Regions from separate parts of the Mus musculus genome. Here regions 2 and 3 are each linked to region 1. Evidence: chromatin contacts called from public HiChIP or PLAC-seq and Micro-C data. All regions are on one chromosome and are shown on one strand. The core of a region is the stretch at or near the end of the contact, and the rest is flanking DNA. Distances in the headings are between cores, read along the strand shown.

Evidence for each region. A called contact is a pair of places that touch in the nucleus more often than the background predicts. HiChIP or PLAC-seq counts read pairs in DNA pulled down with a chosen protein or histone mark.
Region 2: a Micro-C map of the G1E-ER4 cell line shows a contact between it and region 1. The contact joins two enhancer-like sites. A contact is called at or near these places in 3 of 15 datasets of contacts at CTCF or cohesin (CD8 T cells, the NIH/3T3 cell line and pro-B cells), 12 of 484 Hi-C or Micro-C datasets (the C2C12 cell line, the G1E-ER4 cell line, cranial neural crest and 7 more), 16 of 115 datasets of contacts at active chromatin or transcription factors (the 230-238 cell line, the NIH/3T3 cell line, the SCID.adh cell line and 11 more) and 3 of 9 other capture datasets (adipose tissue, embryonic stem cells and pancreatic islet).
Region 3: a contact with region 1 is called in an H3K4me3 HiChIP or PLAC-seq map of bone marrow-derived macrophages, with 2.1 times the contacts expected there. The contact joins two enhancer-like sites. A contact is called at or near these places in 1 of 39 promoter capture datasets (erythroid cells), 2 of 15 datasets of contacts at CTCF or cohesin (CD8 T cells and thymocytes), 11 of 484 Hi-C or Micro-C datasets (CD4 T cells, the HL-1 cell line, the MC3T3-E1 cell line and 8 more), 14 of 115 datasets of contacts at active chromatin or transcription factors (the 230-238 cell line, CD8 T cells, the SCID.adh cell line and 10 more) and 4 of 9 other capture datasets (adipose tissue, embryonic stem cells, liver and 1 more).

Annotation. Positions count from the first base shown.
Region 1 is chr16:92,690,515-92,694,213 of GRCm38.p6, forward strand. The region is part of intron 3 of Runx1 (runt related transcription factor 1); the gene reads right to left. Among named protein-coding and RNA genes, the nearest start is that of Gm30281, 70 kb to the right of the region's middle. Within about 2 kb of position 1,812, at least 18 of the 459 cell types and tissues checked have an H3K27ac peak or open chromatin away from gene starts, as enhancers often do. A contact at or near this core is called in the G1E-ER4 cell line and bone marrow-derived macrophages, where this site is marked.
Region 2 is chr16:92,925,901-92,929,599 of GRCm38.p6, forward strand. No RefSeq gene overlaps it. Among named protein-coding and RNA genes, the nearest start is that of Gm41499, 29 kb to the right of the region's middle. Within about 2 kb of position 2,016, at least 62 of the 459 cell types and tissues checked have an H3K27ac peak or open chromatin away from gene starts, as enhancers often do. A contact at or near this core is called in the G1E-ER4 cell line, where this site is marked.
Region 3 is chr16:92,845,819-92,849,517 of GRCm38.p6, forward strand. No RefSeq gene overlaps it. Among named protein-coding and RNA genes, the nearest start is that of Runx1, 22 kb to the left of the region's middle. Within about 2 kb of position 2,138, at least 14 of the 459 cell types and tissues checked have an H3K27ac peak or open chromatin away from gene starts, as enhancers often do. A contact at or near this core is called in bone marrow-derived macrophages, where this site is marked.

The DNA of each region.
Region 1 (3,699 bases), core at 562-3,061:
CACCAAGCCTGCCGTTCTTTGACTTCAGCTAAAGTTTCCAGTTTTGACTTGATATCGGTTATGTTTGCCTTGTTCCATATTCAAAGCGACCACAGGATTTCAAATCGCCATGCCCCGAGAGTTCAGTTTGTTCCAACCATTCCAGACACATGCTGTCAGTCTTCGGTGAGATGTCTGTTATTTATCTCAGTTGTGTGGTCATCCTCGGGCAGGTTTTCCCGGGATGGCAGCAGAAACATCTCTTCTTCTACTGCCACTTTGTTTTTCTCAGTTTTTGTACACTGGCTGCTTCACAATCTATCAGAGGGATATTTCTCATTCTGTATGAAATAACCCCGCCGCAGATCTGCTAATCTGGTATCAAGGTCTGGTCTCTCTGCTCGCCATTCTTACTGGGTGCTTAGTCATGTCTCCTTCCCGCTGTTCGATGTCCTGCAGATGGCTATCTGGGCGATTTTATTCATTGTGGCTGCTCTATCTCCTGCGTTCTAAAGAACCTATGTCAGGAAATTGCCCCAGCTACCCTGAGAAATGGACAGAGGGGACCCCTAGGACATCACTAGGACACTCTGCTCTCTAGGACTGGGTATGTATCTTGCTATCTCTTTAATTTTTATCTGTTTTCACTCACTTGCTTTGTGAAACAAGGACCCTGCGGCCCCTTGCCTCTGCTTTTAACCCTTTCATGTCAACTGTTGGACGTGTTTTCTACAAAGGAGATTTTAAAAACGCTTATTCTCCAAGCAATATGTAATTAGATGTTTCTATCCCACCACAAATGTTTGATGCCTTTAATTAGGAGTGGTAATAAGACAACTCTTTTGTTTCAAAGAACATCATTGAAATAAATTCCCCTGCTCGGTTAATTGATCATTATTATCTTTTCTTTCTATTCCTACAAAATGTTACTCCTGTAAATTCTGTTTTCTGTCTATTTTTCCCCCCATCTCTCTCATCAATGTTTTCATTTCCCTCTGCACAGTTTGCTCACAAGGATGAGATACCCTCTGTGAAAATGCTTCACTTCCTTGCCTTCATCTCCCTGTGGAGACCTAGGCCTTTCCAGTTCATCTCAACACCCACTGGGCTCCGAGGGCACTGAATCGACATCCGGGCTTCCAGTCTGAATGCCTGACTGTTGGGGCCCATATCTCCTAAGAGGCCAAAATGAATAAATCCTGTTCCAGAGCGCCCAAAGGCACGCCAAGTCATGAATTCCCACTGTGCCCCACCGTGCCTCAGTTTACCATGGTTGTTCCAGGGATCCCTCATTACCAAGAGGTCAAACCCATGAGGCCCCCTCGTCTACAGCACAAGAGGACCATGGTGGCCAAGAAAAGCTTGTTGATGTTGGAATTCAAAAGTCTAAAAATTAGGAGTTTAAATTGCATCACCCCCATTTCTAAAGGAAGCAGGAAGGGGGCATCCAGTGGCTCGGTTACTACTTCTTGGGCTTTTTGATTTATCTCCAAAGAGTTTTGATGGAGAAGGGAAGGAGACAAAATTAAATCCAGGGACATTTAACTCTGTACTTAAAACAATGACAAGCACACCTAGGCTAGGTTACTAGCACTGTTGTTGTTTTATTTAAAGCTAAGATGTCTTCCAATTTGATATAGATTTTTGTCACTGAGAGATGATATAGAAATAATGAAAAGAAATCAAACTTCAAACAGAAATACAAAGCAGTGTCTGCAGTAAAAAGCTATAAACAATAGGTAAGGCAAGAGAAACATTTACATTTAGTACAGACCAAACAGACAAGAAGGGACTTGCTGGCCCAAGATAGCTCATATTTTGTTGAACTTCTCTGTTCTTCAAGTATCAGGAAGTTGGGCCAAATGTCAGCTGTCTTCTCTGCTCTGAGGACTTCCCAGCACTGTTCTTGGCTAGCCTATTCTTAGTTTGAAACTGGCATTTTCCAACAATTTTACAGGTTGAAATTAAAGCAACAACTTAGTTACTGCAAATTCTCTAATCTTCCAGAGTTTCAAAGAGGCTGTGGAATGGAACGTAGAATTTATCTGAGATGACATTTAACACATAGCTAGGGATCATGGTCTTCCGGCCAGAATTTTATTTATTTATTTATTTATTTATTTATTTATTGGAAAGCATATTCCATCAGCACCCATGGTCTTTGAACTTCCCTGATAAAGGTATGTTTATATTTTTGTGCTCTGGTGTACCAGGGGCTAAACAAATTCTTTTATTACAGTATTATAAAATCTACTGCAAGTCACCTAGACAACTTTGTAGACGGTATCTGCAAATATTGTGTAGTATGGAGCAGATTTCCCAGTTTCTCGGCAGTGAAATTAAGTGTTTCTTCTATGCTGAGATAAACAGTCTATAGGTGGAAAGAGGGGTGGAGGATGGGAGGACTAATTAGCATAATTTTAATCAATTTTCAAGGGACTTCATGATTGTAAGTCTCCTGATAATTCTGAAGATTAAAGCGGAGGACTTAACAAGATTCCGGAAGGTTCCGGGAGATGCTCTTCTACAAGTGATCTGAACAGGGCTTCACATCATCCGATTTTTATCTGGGGGTGGTGGCGGCAGCAGGGAATAGGATAAGTCCTGCAGGGTTAACCCCTAAAGAGATTCCGGAATCTTAATTCACATGTAAATGTAAAGACTGTTGGTAGAAACTGCTTCTGTGTGTTTGGTAGGAGCTGGCACACAGAGGGGCCAGGGCCCATAGAAAATACAGCAAGGAAGATGGTCTGTTTCCAAGTCCAGCTTCCTCTTAAACCCAGCCTTTAAATCTCCTTTCCCTCCGCAAATTCTATCTACTGACTGGTGAGCTCCTTGAAGCAGCCGTCCCTCTGTGGGACAGCATAGGTGGTGACAGATATTAATCCAGAGGTCTGATTTTTCAACTTCCCTGTCCACCGTGACCTTTGTCATGGCTCCTGGCTGTCACTCAGGGAAACACACTGAGGTCTTTCCAAAATCATTTGTAAAGGGGAATCTCTACGGCAGTGATTATTTTTGTTAAAAGGAAAAAATTATTTTTCGTGGCTTGTAAAGGCAATGTGTAAGGTCTTTAATTCTTTTGAAAAGAAAAATAAACATTTCCATGTGGTAGCTCAAGACGGGACCACGTCAACTCCTGAAGACCATTTTAAAAATCAGTTATTTAGTGTCTTGATAAACTGGGATTCCCTGGTAGACTAAGACGAAGAAGAACAACCACAACCACAACAATAACAACAACAACAACCACAGCAACAAAGCTCAGAAAAGACCCAATTTCTTCCCTCAAGGAAGCCACAGTCCCTTTAGCTAGGCTGGCAGGGAGATCTACCTTAACTGGCCCTTTCCTTGACTACAATAAGTTTGATTTCTCTCTGTTCTCTGAAAGTGACCTTAGGGCTGAGCCCAGATAGGTCCCTCTCAGGGTAAACAGAAGACAACACCAGCTAAATTTGTTTTTCTAAAGGAATTGGGACGGATTCCCCAATACTTGGAAGGGAAGGAAAACCCGAGTGCCTGGCTCCCCTTCAGACTCTCAACCCCACCTCTACCCCTTTAAAAAGTTGCTTTCACAACAGTGGTAAAGGTGGCAATTCTACAGACAGAGTCAGCAGCAAATTCTACTTCTATGATTTTTTTTTTTAATGTGGATGGTCTTTTTAGCATGAAAAGGGGAACCGGACAGCACTTGTCAAAAAGTGAGCGCTATTCATTGTA
Region 2 (3,699 bases), core at 766-3,265, 240 kb after region 1:
GGCTTTGTGTGCCCTCTTTCATGTCGTTCTTCTGGCACGGACAATCCTGTATGGTGACGGGGAAGGCTACATTATGCAAACTTCAGATAAACTCTATCAGCTGGTGAAAGGATGCGTATTTTCGATTCCAGGTTGTCTCAACATCAGCAGAGTTCTTCACTGGGGCCAGAGGGGAGCTGTCTGGTGCAGGGTGCTCAGCAGCAGCTGTGGTCTCTACAGTAAAGTCTAACGGACTCGCAGAATGGTTTTTATAGGTTACTTTGGCTTTCCTGTCATGCCCATGTTTGCAGGTGATACGGGGAGAGCCTGTCTAACTACCGAGGAGATTTGGCCCACATTGCTCAGTAGTTTGGGTGAGAGATAAAAGTCATTGCTAAGTGGTCACTTGGGGCCAGACCACCCCCAGTTGAGACCCATTCCTTTGGGTTATGTCTCCCAACTTCAGTTTGAGTCCTTTCAGCATTTCTGTTAATAGTTTTTAAATCCAGGATGTAGGAGGTCTCACTGTTTATGCTTTAGACTTTGAGGAAGAGGTCAAAGCTACTTACTTCCAGAGGCTCATAGACCTTGGGGGAAACAAACAGGCCAGTGTTCTCCCTGCAGTGGGAGTTTGCTGCTATGGCAAAGGCTCTGGACAGGAGACTTGAACCCTTGTGATTTTAAGGAGCTAAGTTTTCACACAGGATGCCCAAAGCTAAAACACTAAAGGGTGAGCATCACTTCCTGCTGGGTAGTCCCGATTCTGAGCCCTCCTAAGCTTTTGTTTTTGATAGGGTCTCATTGAGCCAGTGCTGACCTCAAACTATGTCTCCAAGGATGAGATTCGTGCCTTTACTTTCCAAGCACCAATGTGACAGACAGCCCTGTCTCCCAGGGCTAAGTGCTCTGTTCATGTTAGGCAAGTATTCTGTCAGCGGGGCTACCGTCCTCGTCCTGCATAACAAACTTTTATTCTAAGAAAACAGTCAGCAGACTATGGGCCATAGATGAATGCTGGTTCCCACTATCTGTGTCCACAAATAATTTTTTTTTTGTACATAGTCATGGTCACTCATCAAGTGCCACAAGTAAATTGCTTTCGGATTGTGAGATCAGAGTAGAATACTTGCCAGAGACCACACGGTTTGCAAAGTCATACTGTCTAGACCGTCACTCGCATACACTTGTGGATGTGGGGCGGGGTTGTGAAGCTCTGAACCACAGAGACCCTTCTGGAAGCTGTTTTCTATCTCATCAGTGCTTCCCAACTGTTATAGGTAGATGGGCTACTGTGTGCAGCACACAGTGGTTTATATAGGCCTTACTAATTCCTTCTGTGCAGTTAACTTGAAAAATGTGCAATGTCACTTCTGGGCCAATAACTAGAAGTTGAGATTAAAAACAACGGCCCTGTCAAAAAATTGACATAGTGAGCGGCCAGGGAAGGGAAAGGCAAGGTTCACTTGCTTATTGCCACGTTTATGATTAGTTTGATAGATACTTCATCTATTACGGCAAATAAGCAAGTGGAGTAATGCATCACAATAATAGGCAGTCTTCCAAATTATCAGGGCTATGAGTCCTTCTAATAATCAGCAAAAGGAAAGGGAGAGGGAGAGAGAGAGAGAGAGAGAGAGAGAGAGAGAGAGAGAGAGCGCTACACATACAGTAGTACAACTCCGTGCCAGGTGAATGTTCCACTCTGCACCCCATTCTCCCTGCTTTGGGGACCAGCTGTCCTCCATAAACATGCTGCGGCTGACTCCTTTATGACATTCGTGGCTGCCACCAATGGAAGTTTTCATCCCCATCTCTGGGCTCAGCTGGGAAATCCAGGAAACAAATCAAAATCAAGCACCAAGTTAAAAGAGGCACGGGAACAGAGATGAATAAATCTGCTCCAGGAAGGGTTTAGAGATCCAGGGGGCCACATGAAAGACCTTCCCTAAATCAACTCAGGATGGGGCTGCCTGGGTGGTGGGGGAAGGCAACATGCAGCAGACATCTGACAGGAAGCAGTGTGGTGGTGGTGGTGGAGGGAGAGCTACTGGAAACCGTGCAGGTTGGTCTCAGACAAATGAACACAGGGACCCTGTGGCCCCCTCTCCTTGTCTGTCTTCCTCTCTAGGTGTGCAGTAAGGAATTCAGTGGGTGCATATCTAGGAGCAGATGTGGGAGAAGAATACAATGGCAGACAGAATTCTCTGTGGAGAAACGGATGGCTAGCCAGTGTGAAGCCTGATGCCTGAGGCAGTTACCAGAATCATCCCGATCCATTTGTATACACATCTTGGCATTAGCCCCATTGCACAGCTAAGGAAAGTGAGGCTTAATGGGCTTACACAACCTGCCCAGCATTATATGAAGCTCTTTAGGCAGAGGCCCCACTTCACGGTTATATGCTCAACTAGAAGAAAGCTTGCAGTATAGGGTATTTCCTGCCAGGGAGTGGAGAGGCAGACCTCTGCCATGTGTGGCTTCCAGGTCTCTGCCCTCTCTAAGCGTGAGCAGATGGGTGATGGGCGTGTCAGATCCTCCGGCAGCCCAGACACACATGGAGTGGGCATGTGAAATCAATCAGCCCAGTCAAAGAAGGAAAAGGTTTTGGCCTCCCTTGTGTCCCACATGTGGAAGGTATCGGAGCGACAGAGGAAGGAGGTGTGAAAGTCTCCAGTCCCCCCCCCCCCCCGCACCCCCCCTCCTCACTCCCCAGGCAGGGGAAACAGCTTGAGCACACGTGGGAAGACCAAGTCAGGCCCCTGAATCCCTGTCATGTTGATGGCTTGCTGCAGCCTGGGGTGTGCAGGGTCCATCTTGGGGTGGTATGAGAAGTATAGTCAGATAGTCAGAGGAGGGCGTCTTCCTTCCCACACTCCTCTCAACCTCTGCCTCTCTGCTGTGATGTTCCTCAAGCAGTGCGGGCCTCAGAAGGCTAAAGGGAGAACCCGTGCTCAGAGATGTCAGATCTCGAAATTATTCACCACTTGAGACCCATGCTTGCCAGGTTTTTCTAGCTGGTTCGTGCAGCATCAAGCCACGGCACAAGTGGGCACCATGGAATGCCACCCTGAAGCCAGGTTGCCACACAGAATCGAAGGTGAAGATCCAACCAGAGTGTCCATGAACTCCATCCTCCTCCTCTTTCATTAGGAAGCTCGTTCTGTAGCCTGGCCTTGGAATGAACAGAGATTTGGAGGAACCAAAGGATGCAGGTGTTTCTAGCTGCTGGGAGCTATGTCTGCTGCACATGAAGGGATGACTCTCTTGGGTAAGAGAAGCCTTACCTCTCTGTAAGGACACTGAGACTCAAGCCTTCTCTCTACAAAGAGAGTTATCTCCCCAGTGAATACACTATCTCTTGTCTTGCACAGGGAGACTCCAAATGCACCTTCCTTCCCACCCTCCAAACACCACTGCATTGGGTGTCCCATTTGCATCAATAACTCAAACAATGATTGGTCCTCCCCCTACCTCACTGGTTCCTCAGGAAACCAGGTCATCTGGTCCAGACCTGCCTTTCACTCACTCTTTCTTTTATCCATTCTTCCCCCAACAGACTCTAGGATGACACTCTTTCCCACTTATCCTTCAAACCTAGGGCTTGCCAGTTCACATGTGTTCCAGCCTTGATTAGTTTCCTGGGCTGAAGGTGGTTACTCTAGGCAGATTCAAGCACTTAGTGTCTGGGTATTTGCTTCCTACTAGAAGCTCCACAGCCGT
Region 3 (3,699 bases), core at 888-3,387, 160 kb after region 1:
GGAAGCAGCGTGGGAGCAGCGGGGCCAGCCTGTGCGTGACTCTGTTTAGGCTGAGAGGGGACTTCGTCCCAGAAAACCTTTGTGAATGAAACGAAGCGGGCTTTCATGTCTGCCCTGGCCCGTGTTCTGGGTCAGGCGCCCTGATCTCCAACATCCTGTTTAAACTGGCGTTTTCCACTACATACAGACAAAACTATTTCTATTCTGAGCGTTTCGTGATTGCATAGAGACTAGCAATGGGGATTAGGTAGGGATGCAGGGTGGCCCTGCTGGGGAGAGACATACAGAAAGCAGACGCTCGCTCCTCTGCTTTTGATGTTTCTTTCTTCCCCCTCTTCTTTTCTTTTTCTCTTTTGGACAGCTACAGGACTTAGATCGGTGCTTTACAAGTTCAGCCTTCAGTCGAGGAGGCCACTGTTTTAGTGAGTTTATCCAGCCTAAACCACAGGATAATGTTGTTCGCTTCTGGTCCTTGCCTTTGCCTTTTGGTTCCAACATGGACCTGTTGACGGGCCAGAATTAAAACCTCAGTGCAAGAAAGAAAAACAGAATGTCCCTGGCCATCACTCATCACCTTTAAGGGAATTAAGTTGACTGTCAGGGCAGGAAAAAAACCTTCACCTTGTGGATATGTCCAAGAAACTGTTTAAGAGAATGGAGGGATTTCTCTGTGGTTTGTTACGGTAGAAATAGGCTACTAGCATGGTGAGGGATACATTCGACACTCATCTGGCTTATTTTCCTGAGAGCTTAAGTTAACTGAGTAAATAGTCCTTTTCATTTTCCAGACTTCTTAAGGAGTAGAAAGGGTCTAGAGCCAGACTGCTTGCTGTTAAAAGGCGACAAAATTGTGAGCATGTGCTTCCACCATTTTGACCTTGTGGAACGGAGCAGGCAGTAAGGGAGCATGGAAAAACCAAGTGAAGTAAATCCTTTTTATCAATAAATTAATAAACGATTTCATTTTTGGAGGGTGACCTTTGAGGCCATCTGTTTTCTTAGTTCTAAGAAAATTTTAACTGTCTCCCAGCACCCTAGATAAATTCGCGTTTCCTGGTTCCAGGCTGAGCGGTCCCTCCCTGTGGTCTCTTAAGCTCGGACAGTAGAGTTGATGAGCTCAATCTGATTTGCCCTGCACGCTGCTGGAGCACACATCACACACTTGTAAGGATGCGATTGGAATAAAAATAGTCACCTTAAGATGTGTCTGACACAAACAAGAGCGTCTTCTCGGGAGGTACCATGGGGCGTCTCTGGCCCTTGATTAGCCAATGAGGTTTCCCATTTCTTAAGTTGCCACTTTTGCCTATAAAGTCGGAAGTTGTCCAGTTTCTAAAAGTAACTAAGGTTGAAAGTGATATAAGGGCTTAAGCTATTTAAAATTGCTTCTGGGGTGCCAGCACAGCTTTAGAAAGACAAACTATATCCGTTTTTTCTCGATGCTAGGATGAAACACCTTAACCTAAAGCAGCTTGGGGAGGAAAGGGTTAATTGGCTTAGACTTCTACACCACTGTCAACTATCAAAGCAAAGCAGGCCGGGAATTCAAGGCAGGAACCTAGAAGCAGGCACCGCGGAAACAGAAGCCGTGGAGGAAAGGGGCTTATTGGCTTGGTCTGCCCACTTTCTTATACAATCCAGGACCACGTGCCCAGGGGTGGAACCACCCTTTCTGGGATTGGTCCCCTGGGATGGGCCTTCCCGCACCACTTAATAATCAAGGAAGTAGTCCAGGAACTTGCCTACAAGCCCAGCCAATCTGATGGAGGCATTTTTTTTCCAGCTGAAGTTCCCTCTTCCCAGATGGCCTTCGCTTGTGTCAAGTTGGCAAAGGCTAATCAGCACACAAATGGCTGGAAAAAAAAATCCATGTCCTATATCAGTTTTTCATAATTAAAAACTAGCTAATGTGATTTAAATATATATTAGTAGTAATTATAAAGGAATATGAGAGAAATATGCTTTGACCCAAAAAGATAGATTGAGTAATTTTCAAGATGGTGACCTTGACTTTGAACGTTTAGCTTTTCAATTAGTTGGTGTGAAACCTGGTACTTTACTAAGAGGGGAACTAATTAATTCAGTAACAGGCAGAGACCCAAGTTCCTCCCAGGGAGATAAGATGACATCACCACAGAGTCTGAGGAGGCAGTATGCAGCTATAACTTCAGATCAGCCAATCATACTGACTGAGATAGAGTGAGTACAGCCAATTGTGATCACTCATCTTCCTTCAAAAACCCTATTATGTCAGCCTCCAGAAAAAAGCCCGATGAGCCGAGAGGGGCATCCAGCCAAGTCTTACACAAATCCCTATGATACATTTAACTCTGGATAAATAGATCATTTCACTGACTTCTGTGGCAGAGAGATCCACTGAATGGTATGATGTTGGTGTCTTCCTAAGGAATGTATTTCCACCATTACAGCCAAACTGACTTGTTTAAAAGGAACTTAGTTTTTTTCTTTCTTTCTGTTTTTATAGGCATTTCAGCTAGTTTCATTCAATTTTTATCTAAAGTGGGAGCACGTTCTCAGATATTGTATATGAACGTCGAGGAAGACCCTTACTCAGAGTTTAGCTTCATCTACGTTATTAACTATCATTTCTGGCCAGCATGCTACACATTTCTTAATAGTGAGATGCTCTTATTCCTTCTTGGTCAGTGTGCAGCAGGCTCCATGGCCCTTGTTTCTGCTCATCACTTCTTCAGTGTTTGGCTTCACTCCCACACACTTCCTGCTCTCCCAAGCATCTCAGTACCTCTCATTCCTACTACAGAACATTCCAGGTCTTTATGTAGGCCCAAGACCTCACACACTTCTCCACCCAGCTATACTTAGCTGAGCCTTTACAATTTGTGAACGTCCTAGACATTTTTACCGCTACAGTGAAGGGCAACATACTGGGTAGTTTATAAACAACAGGTGCCCGTTTGACTCAGAGTTCTGGAGGCTGGGAAGTCCAAGAGAATGGTACATGCAGGTGAAGGGCTTGGGGCTAATGAAGGATGGAAATAATGGGAGGCAGAAGGGCAAGAGAAATAGATGTAGAAAAGGCCAAATATGCTTTTATGCCAGTGCACTATCGAAATAAGTATACCCTAGTCAACAACATTGGCCATTTCCCGAAGACAAAGCCCATGAGGTAATGAGGCCAACCCACATATGTAGGCCATGCCCACACACGGAGGCCACGCCCACACGGAGGCCACGCCCACGCATGGAGGTCACACTCACACATGGAGGTCAGGCCCGCTCATGAAGGCCACTGAAGTCCTCTTACTAAGTCCTCCTCCCCAGCACTGTTGGAGATTAACTTCCCAACACCTGATCTTGAGGGATTCAGTCAAACCACGTCATCCTATATAAAGTAAAAAAATGGGTCCCTTGTTCAAAACTCACGAAGAATGTCAAAATGGCGGCTGAACGGCCTTAAACCAAGGGTGAGCACGGGAGCTTGGGCAGGCTCTCAGGGTACATGCTGGAGAAGCTGGAGCGGACTATACCAGCAACCATACTCTCACATGCATCCCTCGCAGGCATGCAACATAAGACGTTCTTAGAGCACGTGGACTTTGGCTCCTTTTACTAAATCCCCTTTTAACCCAACACCAAGTTCTGAACATCCGTGTTCAGAACTCAGATCTGAGTGCTTTCTTTCCTCCCTTGATCCGAGTAAGGACACACACACCCATT